Regions from separate parts of the Mus musculus genome. Here region 2 is linked to region 1. A link is a contact called in public HiChIP or PLAC-seq data. All regions are on one chromosome and are shown on one strand. Each heading gives the region's core, a stretch centred on a gene start, on an enhancer-like site or on the middle of the called end of the contact. The rest is flanking DNA. Distances are from core to core; before and after follow the strand shown.

Region 1 (4,377 bases), core at 1,255-3,754:
GTAGTGTTTTCCTACTGGGCACGGTAATCCCACGCCTCATAAATCTTGTGGCTAGCAGAGCAGCTCCATGATCCTGTTCTGTGTTCTCCAGTAGTCCCCAGTCAGTCTCTGACAGAAAGCCACTTCTTTTTTGAAGCAGACAGAGAAGCCATAGCTTATGTCTAACCAGAGACAAACGAGGTCACTTTATAGAGTGTCGTGGAACCCAGTCAGTGTATCCCTGTGGACACGCACAGTGCCTCTCCTCAGACTCACATACAGGAGCATGTGGAACCTAGCGCTCTGCTCTATAGAGCCTCACGGATTCCTTAGGATGCCCTCATTCTTTCCCCTTTGCTCCAGGCTCCGCACATCAGTTCATCTGCTGGCCTCAAGCCGGAGCATTCACACGTCATCCCTGAGAGGCATGGATCTGCTCTTGGGCTCCATTGGCTCTATTCACCCTGTTTCCTGTTCCTAAATCAAGGCTGAAACTACATAGAACAAAGCTGCCCTGTAACCCAGAGGGACCACCCAATGTAGTCACAGTAGGCAGATTTCTCATTAAAGTCAAGAAGCTATGGGAAAGACCCTGTCAGCCAGTACCATCATAGACTCTTCCAGAATGTCCCAATACAAGAATGTAGGGGTTAGGGGGTGAATGCTGATCTCCAGAAAAGCTGGCTGCAGGCTGTGTCAAATTTAGACAGCAAGGTATGACACGCGGGTTATCTAGCCAGACTTCCAACTTTGCTTTCATCCACAGGTGCAGTGATAAGATGCTGGGGTGGGCACTAGGTTGCCATTTGGGCTTTAGTCTCTGTAAGGCCAGTGTTCTAGGTAATCTATGGCATGTCTCTGTCTTTCGTTTCCTCTTAAATTTCTACTGGAAAGAAGAAAGAACTCTGTGTAGTCACAGTCCACAAAGGACTCACATATAAAGGACATAGGATAGTTGAGATAATTTGGACACTTGTAACCATTCCACAGCTAGGTCCAGTGCTTACACAATGTGTCCTGGGAGCTTCCCTCTGCAAACAGAAATTTAAGGGGCCAGCCAGAGGGAAAAAAACACTGGACTGTCGGTAGTGATTATCTCTGTTGGTGACTGCTGAAAATTTTTATATCTGATTGTATTCCTTAATACCAAGCAGAGTTCTTTTGTGTTTTGAAAGAAAGATTTGCATTTAAAAATAAAGGCCAGGGCCTGGACACGTAGCTCAGTTGATAGACTGACTGCTTGCATAGCTTATGGCCCTGAGTTTGTTCAGCAGCTGCCATAAACCAGGCCCACGTCTGTGAAGCCAGCACCCAGGAGATGGAGGCAAGAGCGTCAGAAGTTCAAGGTCTTTCTTGGCCACATAGGGAGTTCAAGGTTGGCATGGTTACATGATACCCTATCTCAGAAAAACCCAAAAATGAGTAAAGGCTAGATTCCTGAATGTTTCTCATCCTGATCTGAACAAAGAAGACACAAACAGCCATTAGGAGCTAAATATATAGGTCTTAAGGAATATCTTTATTTTATGATTTATTTGTATTCATTAAACATTAACAAGACTGCAAGCTTGCCTATGGATCTGGGATGGCTGAGCGGAGGTTTGAAAGACGGTCAGCTGTGAATAATTTATTCTGAAAATCACAGAAAATAAAGTAGCACTTGGGAGGAGGAGATTTTGCACTGATATGTTTGGATTTATACAGTACATGCTGTCTAATCCTGGGAGAGTTCCTTTCATATCTCTCTCTGTGCCTTCGTTTCCCCATATGTAAGAGAAAAGTGAACTAGCCTCAGTTATTATGAGAATAAAAAGCTTAACAACAATCTTGAATTCAAGAATAAGGCCAGGGCCAGGCGGTGGTGGCTCGTGCCTTTAATCCCAGCACTTGGGAGGCAGAGACAGGCCGATTTCTGAGTTCAAGACCAGCTTGGTCTACAAAGTGAGTTTCAGGACAGCCAGCCAGGGCTATACAGAGAAACCCTGTTTCAAAAAACCAAAAAAAAAAAAAAAAAAAAAAAGAAAGAAAAGAAAAAGCATAAGGCCAGATGCCTTAGATGCCTTATTATGCCATAAACTCAGGCCACGTCCCCGTTTGCCTGGAGATGCTTAGGCTTCGGACGTGCTCTATGGCCTCACATCAGAAGTAGCAGTAGCAACAGCAGCATTGAGATAATAAATTGGTGACGGTGCCTCGACTTCTAACCACATCTGAGTCACCACGCTGGCTTCTTAATTAGGTCGCCCACTTGCGCCTTGTCTGACTCATAGCCGTCCATATAACTTGCCTTCTCTTTACACATTGGGGTGCTTAGGTTCAGAAGGGTCACACCCTGCCCAAGATCACACAGCTTGTCACACATTCACGCTCATTCCAAAGCCCATGCTTGGACGCACTTGCCTGTCACGCTTACATTTTACATCTGCCTGCAGGTGTCTAAAGCACACACTTGCCTTGCTTTTGCTACCTCGAAGGTCTGGGTGGGGTGTTTTAGTGCCCTTCAAAAATATATCAGAATGTGTCCAGCTGTTTCCCCATGTGTTGGAGGAAGGAGAAGTATCCGAGGTAGCAGAGAGCTGGAGTTCCTTGCTGTTACATATTGATAGCAGAAGGCTTTTTATTTAAAGGAAATTGAGACCAATTATATGGCTTGCAATTAAACTCAGAAAGGGAATTGAAAGATGGAGAATTAATTTCCTGTTTGTTTGTGATACAGTATCTAGGCAAACAGTTAATCAGCACTTGTATCAACACCCACCCCATAGGGCTCAGCCCTGTAAGTGCAGCCTCCTCTGCCTCCCCCGAGAACACTGGTCCATCTTACACAGTTAGCACTGCCTTGCTCGGCCTTGCTCTGTGCCAGGTGCTTGACAAATGCAGATTCCTAAGTCACCGTGCACAGATGCTCGGCTAGGGCCTGGGGGGTTGTGATGTCACAGAAATCATTACATCCTAAGAGCAGCAGCAGCAACACATAGCAGACACGTGTGGTCAGACTTACACAAAGAGCAGCTTCAGGTGTGATGGGCAGTAGTAGGCAGAGGCCAAGGTTGGCCCTGAGAGACCATGCTGGGCCTCCACTTTTATAACCAAATGAAGGACACGGAGGGCAAATGCCAAGTCCTGTGGAGCAAAACAGGCAGATTTGAGATTTCGCACAGGAGAGGTGATAAGACCTAGCAGTCTGCTTTGGAGGGAGAGAGAGGGAAGGATGGGGGAGGGAGCCCTGTCTTCAGATGCCCTGGTCACCATGGGGGAGAGGTTAAGTTCAAAGGTGCACTGTACAATTCTGGAGGCCTTCTATTCGCCTGTCCCTCTTGACTATGTCAAAGCCAGGGAGTCTGACTTGCAGGGGTGGTGGCTAAGGCTACTATGAACAGGAGCTGGTGTCTCGCTGCTTCTAAGAAGGCCAGAGGTATGAGGTCTGGAATTTCCTGTCAATACAGCCTTCATCTTCACATCCAGCATCCTGTGTCTCAGGCCAGAATGAAAATAACAAGGAGCCAGGAAGGGTCCCCAACCGTGCTGCAGACATGAGCCAACCCAGCCAGGAAGGGTCTCCAGCCATCCTGCGGACATGAGCCTACATCCAGCCAGGCTTGCCACAGGTCCACGGGGCTTTCTGGGCTTAGAGCCTGTAGATAATTCCCTTTTCTCAGTTCCCATCCCAAGTTCTATAAGCTCTGCCACCCCCTGCAGGTGGGTGTAAGCTGAGGTTGGGCACTTTGCCAGGACAGCAGCTGAGGCACAGAGTTCTGCCATATTTCCGTCACAGTGAGGCAGTTGGAGGCTGTGAAAGGAGGTACTTTGTGGTGGCAGGGACTTTTGTACCACCCTTGCCCCACCCCACAGTCTTCTCGCCTCCTTTGGGTCTTTGCTTGGTGAACTGTTTTAGGACCACTTTCTGCCAAAAGATGTTTCCTTTCCCAGCCTCCACCCACATTGGTTGATAGGATAACCATGGCTCGGCTTCCTGCAAGCCCACGTACTATGTTCATTTAGCTCACTGCAGAGCATGGAGACAGGCGGCAAATGGCAATCACAAGCATGTGAGTCGTGTAAGGAAAAGTGTAGGGCACAATAGGATAAGAGTGGAGTCCTCTAAGCAGAGGTTTGCAGTTTCAATCTGGAGGTGGGCAGGAGTCTGTGAAGAGGGAAGCGGCTGCTAGGTAGAGGGAACAGCAAGGTGAGGGAACCCCCATTGGAAGAGAGGAAGTGTGGGGATGCCTGCCTGTAGTGCCCACCTGGGTCAGGTGGGGGCTGGTCCTAGATACAGCGTACGATCCTGACCTACATCTCTAGGGTACTGGGAGGTCAGGAGTGGCCCAGAAGACATTTGGAAGGAAGAAGCAGATGCGCCTGAGCCAGGTGAGACCAGAAGGCATTACAGGGCTCTGG
Region 2 (4,377 bases), core at 528-3,027, 470 kb before region 1:
CCTTTCCTAATATGCAGGTTAGGAGGCTCACACGCACTTCCAACTCCAGCTCTAGGGTCTCTCATGCCCTCCTTTGATCTCTGAAGGCACTGCACTTACTTGCATAAACCCACACAGAAATACATAATTAAAATAAATAAATAAGTAAAATCTTTATTAAGGAAAAAAAAGGAATGTCAAATGGTACCTTACCATTCATGCCAAACTTCCATATCACAAAACTGAAAGTCATCTGTCTGACCTTCAAGAGACTGGGAGAGAAACAGAATTCTTAAATCAAGCCAGTTCAAATGGCACGATAATGACATTTCTTCTGCCCTAATCTTGACGCTAAAAGGGCAATGTGATATTCACCTGCCAGCTGCCTTTCTGCTCTCATCTCCTTGTCTCCAGCTCACAAGAAAAATGACTCCAAAATGACCAGTCATCCTCTGTATTTTGCTCTTTCAAGAGTCCCTATAAAACCTGCTTCCTCTGGTCAGCTCACTGGAACATGAAATGGAAACTTACGGGTTCTTTGGCAAGTCACTTGTATCAGAGGGTGTTTTGCTGGGGCATACATGTGAAGGAGTGTTTTCCTGAAGTGGACACAGACAGATGAAAGGATGTTTGCTAAAGCAAACACAAGAAAGAACATGCGATAAAGGAGTCTTCGCTAACAACACACATGTATTGGTTCACCTTACATTGCCTAGCTGAGGTCTGTTTGCTGTGACTCCACAGAGAGAAACTCCCCAAAGAACTAGTAAGGCAGCTTCTTGCCGCTTTCTTACGCTCAGGCTGCTTGGCAGAGTGATGTCAACTGATACAGACGCATGTGAAGTTTTGCGAAGACAGACTCGCTTGCTGAGCCTAGACACATGGTGAGGTAAGACCTGGGAGGACACATGATGTTTGGAGGGAATATAATTAGGATTCAATGGACAGTGACAGAGGCTTGTATAGCTAGCTTTGCCACTCTTCTTGGTTCTGCATCTTGGCTGATCTACACAGAAAGGCACAGAAGAGAACTTCTCCTGATCGCCGACTCATGGTGATTAGGCTGAGGCTTGGCTGTTTCTGCTAGGTGCTGATGCATGTTTGCTATTCTGACACTACTGAACTAAACTGTTCATTCATGAAGTACTTGAGAGTGGATCAAGCTGCTGCTGCTGATTCCTGTGAACTGAACTGCTGATTTCCTGACAATGCAGATAGGATTTGCTCCAAAGAACAATTTCTAAACAGGTCCATTTCCCCCATATCCTAATAACCTTTCTTTTCCATTACCTCTGGTGGGTGATGGGCTAGAAGGGAGGTTAAAGCATTTAAGAACCCATATTAAAAATAGGATTGAAAAATCTAAGCCTACAAGAACACATACTCTACTCCATGGAATGAAATGGATGCCCAGCTCCAGAATTAAAAATAGATAAATAAATCAATTAAGATCTGTAAACTAAACTGTAATCTTGTCCTTTAAGGAGGTAAAATGTTAACACTACCAGGGCTTTCTATGCATAATCTATGCTTTGATGCCTACTTCTCCTTGGTCTGAAACCCAGTCTCGCTCTCTTTGTCCAGAGGACAGTTCCTCACCTAACTCTCTGAACTCTTTCCTGATCTAAATGAAGTAGAGCCTCACACGCCTGCTCCTGGCTCTGAGACAGAACCACTCTTTGCATCTTGACCCAGTACAGTTCCTACACTCTTCCCTTCATTGGGAGTGGTTTACATACACTGAAGTTAGGGGGAAAGCACACATGAGTCAGGGCCCAGGACCTGCTTTCTAACTGGCCTGAGCAGGATGGAACAAGGAGTGTCCACCTTGCCTGCAGATGGTAGAAAGAGAAGGGAGAAGCCATCACAGCACCAGCCAAACCACATTCCCCCACCCCAGTTTACCAGCTAATAAATCTGACGTGGTGATCCTTGCCTGCTGCCTCAGTATTTCCCATCTGGTCCCTCTATTACCATGCACACTCCCTGAGAGCAGGGATCTTTGTTTAGTTCACCCCTGCAGCACACATGTCTGGATCAGAACTTGGCACATAGAACATTCTCTGTAATTATAAGTTTATTAAGTTAACAAACCCACAGGGGCAAAGACAGGATTAACACTTCAGAAAACTCTCCATCATCCCCTGCAGACAATTGTGCCTCTTCCCTCTTTACACTCTCTTCGCACCCCATCATAGCACTTAACACTCCTAGTTGCCTGATGAAATCTAGTGCTCCTGGTTGACTTCTCAAAGACCAGGCATTCTGTCTGTCCTATTCTTGTTCCCCCAAATGCCAAGCAGCATGGGGATTCAGCGCTAGAAAGTGCTTCAAAAGGACGGCTGTGAATGAGAACGAAAAGGAATGTAATAACATCACGTGCCAACAATCTTCTTTTATTGCTCATGCTAGAGATTCTTTTGTTTTCAAGTTGGAGCACAGGGCAAATGAATCACCCTCAAGCTTTTTTCCAGAACTCTGAAGAAAAAGAATGGAAAAACAAGATAAGCCAAGAGGCAAAGCCCACTGGGCAGATGCTGACAGAGACTCTTGGTTCTTCAGCATCTGTTCTTGAACTCAAAGAAGATATGTGACTCAAGAGGAATGGTTTGCTAAAAATTACCAAGAGGGAGGGCTCAGAAGAGAAAGAAAGCATGAAGAAAAACACTATTGATACTTTAAAGAGTTATAGGAGGACAGCTACATGCGGCTTTGGTAAACACCTACCGACATCCTAATTCCACCCCTCATCCTATTGTGTTTGGTAGATATCACTAATCAATCAGTGTCCTTTAAGATTCAAAGACCTTGATAGGTCCTGGTGGCACATGCCTTTACTCCCAGCAAGTTTCAGGACAGCCAGCGCTGCACAGAGAAACCCTGTCTAGGGGAAAGAAAGATTCAAAGATCTTTCCAGAAGCATAGGAAAGCTATGCTCTTCCTAGTCTGGATCCAGTATTCTTAAACATCAGACTTCTCTGAGAAGCTCCTTACAGCTTCAAGTGACTGCTGTAGGTCCCAGGAAGTCTCTTTAGAGCACAGTGAATGCCTGAAACTCTCCATGTGAGGAGTTTGGGGTGGGGGGTCTTTATCCTCTTAGCTTCAGTACTTAGAAGCCTGTAAATTACTTGGGGATATAGCTTAGTAGGTGCTGTGCTACCTGGCATGTATAGAGCCCTGGGTTTACTCTCCAGTATGAGGAATACAAGATAACAGAATGCATAAATTAAGCTAATGACACCAGGTTAGCAAGAGAAACGGCACGCTTAATTATGGTTACTGAAGTTCACAATGAAATGCAACTCAAGGAGGTGGTGATTGGAATTTGACATCTGCCATTTTAACCAGAGATCTGAGAGAAAGGACTCTTGATGGAAAAGCACAAGACTTGGGTGGAGATGACAGATGAGCACATAGAAGAACAGATGGGAGACACAGTAGATCTTTGACAATGTCTATCAAGTGTTTGGGTGTGGCTCTGACCTTTCATCACCAGTGACAGGAGTTGGCACTCCCAGTTTGCTCCCAATTTGACCTATGGCAGCCAAATTCTATGGTAAGGCTCTGCTCCTAGGCAGAGGAAAGCTTTCAAGAATTAAATGTCTTCAGCTCTGAAGAGCTTTTATTTTACAGTGTGTATTCTGTAATCCTTCAAATATTTTGTTTCTGGCATTGCATCTCAGGCAGGTGTACAGGGATGATAAAAAGCAGAACAAATTTCCATTTGTTTTATTATTGTTTTTAAGTGCTCTGTAGACAACACACTCCCTCACTGCTGGAAATAAAGAAAAAGGAGTGGATGCCATTGTGCAAGGAAGAAGGGAACCTTGGTTACCCACGCCCAGCTTCACGCACTCATGCAGAGCATGCAATGCCAGAATTAGAAGGACTACAAGGAGCACAGATAATAATGAAAGGTCACTTTAAAAAGCTTCTACTACTGTAGAGACTGCCTAAAATATATACGTATATGAAAGGAATCTAAATGGAGTCACCAAATAACAGGGACGACAACTCAACTAGACACCTATGCCACCAAGTAAAACCTGGAGTGCCAAAAACCCAGTAAAACCTGGAGTGCCAGAAACCCGCTACAGCTTTCATCACTGACCAAAGGGGCCCCATGGAAATCTCCAAGCATCACAGGCTATTGCCAAAGCTATTTATTACTCTCCACTACCTGACAGTAAGGCCCTATTGCTGAAGACAAAACATACTTATGTCATGGAACACTGGAAAGTTGAGATGAGGCCTGCATAGAATCTTCACTCCTACTGACCAGCATTTGTGGTAATCATCAATATCACACAGCTATAAACCCTGTGACCTGTATCAGAGGCCTGTCTGTAAAACATACTGGTATAATTGTAGCATGAAAGTTATGGAAATGACCAATCA

Evidence for each region. HiChIP or PLAC-seq counts read pairs in DNA pulled down with a chosen protein or histone mark.
Region 2: a contact with region 1 is called in a FOXA1 HiChIP or PLAC-seq map of pancreatic cancer cells. The contact joins two enhancer-like sites. A contact is called at or near these places in 1 of 39 promoter capture datasets (cranial neural crest) and 1 of 115 datasets of contacts at active chromatin or transcription factors (pancreatic cancer cells).

Annotation. Positions count from the first base shown.
Region 1 is chr2:102,032,503-102,036,879 of GRCm38.p6, reverse strand. All of the region lies in intron 4 of Ldlrad3 (low density lipoprotein receptor class A domain containing 3), which reads left to right. Among named protein-coding and RNA genes, the nearest start is that of Gm39888, 43 kb to the right of the region's middle. Within about 2 kb of position 2,504, at least 72 of the 459 cell types and tissues checked have an H3K27ac peak or open chromatin away from gene starts, as enhancers often do. A contact at or near this core is called in pancreatic cancer cells, where this site is marked.
Region 2 is chr2:102,505,856-102,510,232 of GRCm38.p6, reverse strand. No RefSeq gene overlaps it. Among named protein-coding and RNA genes, the nearest start is that of Pamr1, 42 kb to the left of the region's middle. Within about 2 kb of position 1,777, at least 27 of the 459 cell types and tissues checked have an H3K27ac peak or open chromatin away from gene starts, as enhancers often do. A contact at or near this core is called in pancreatic cancer cells, where this site is marked.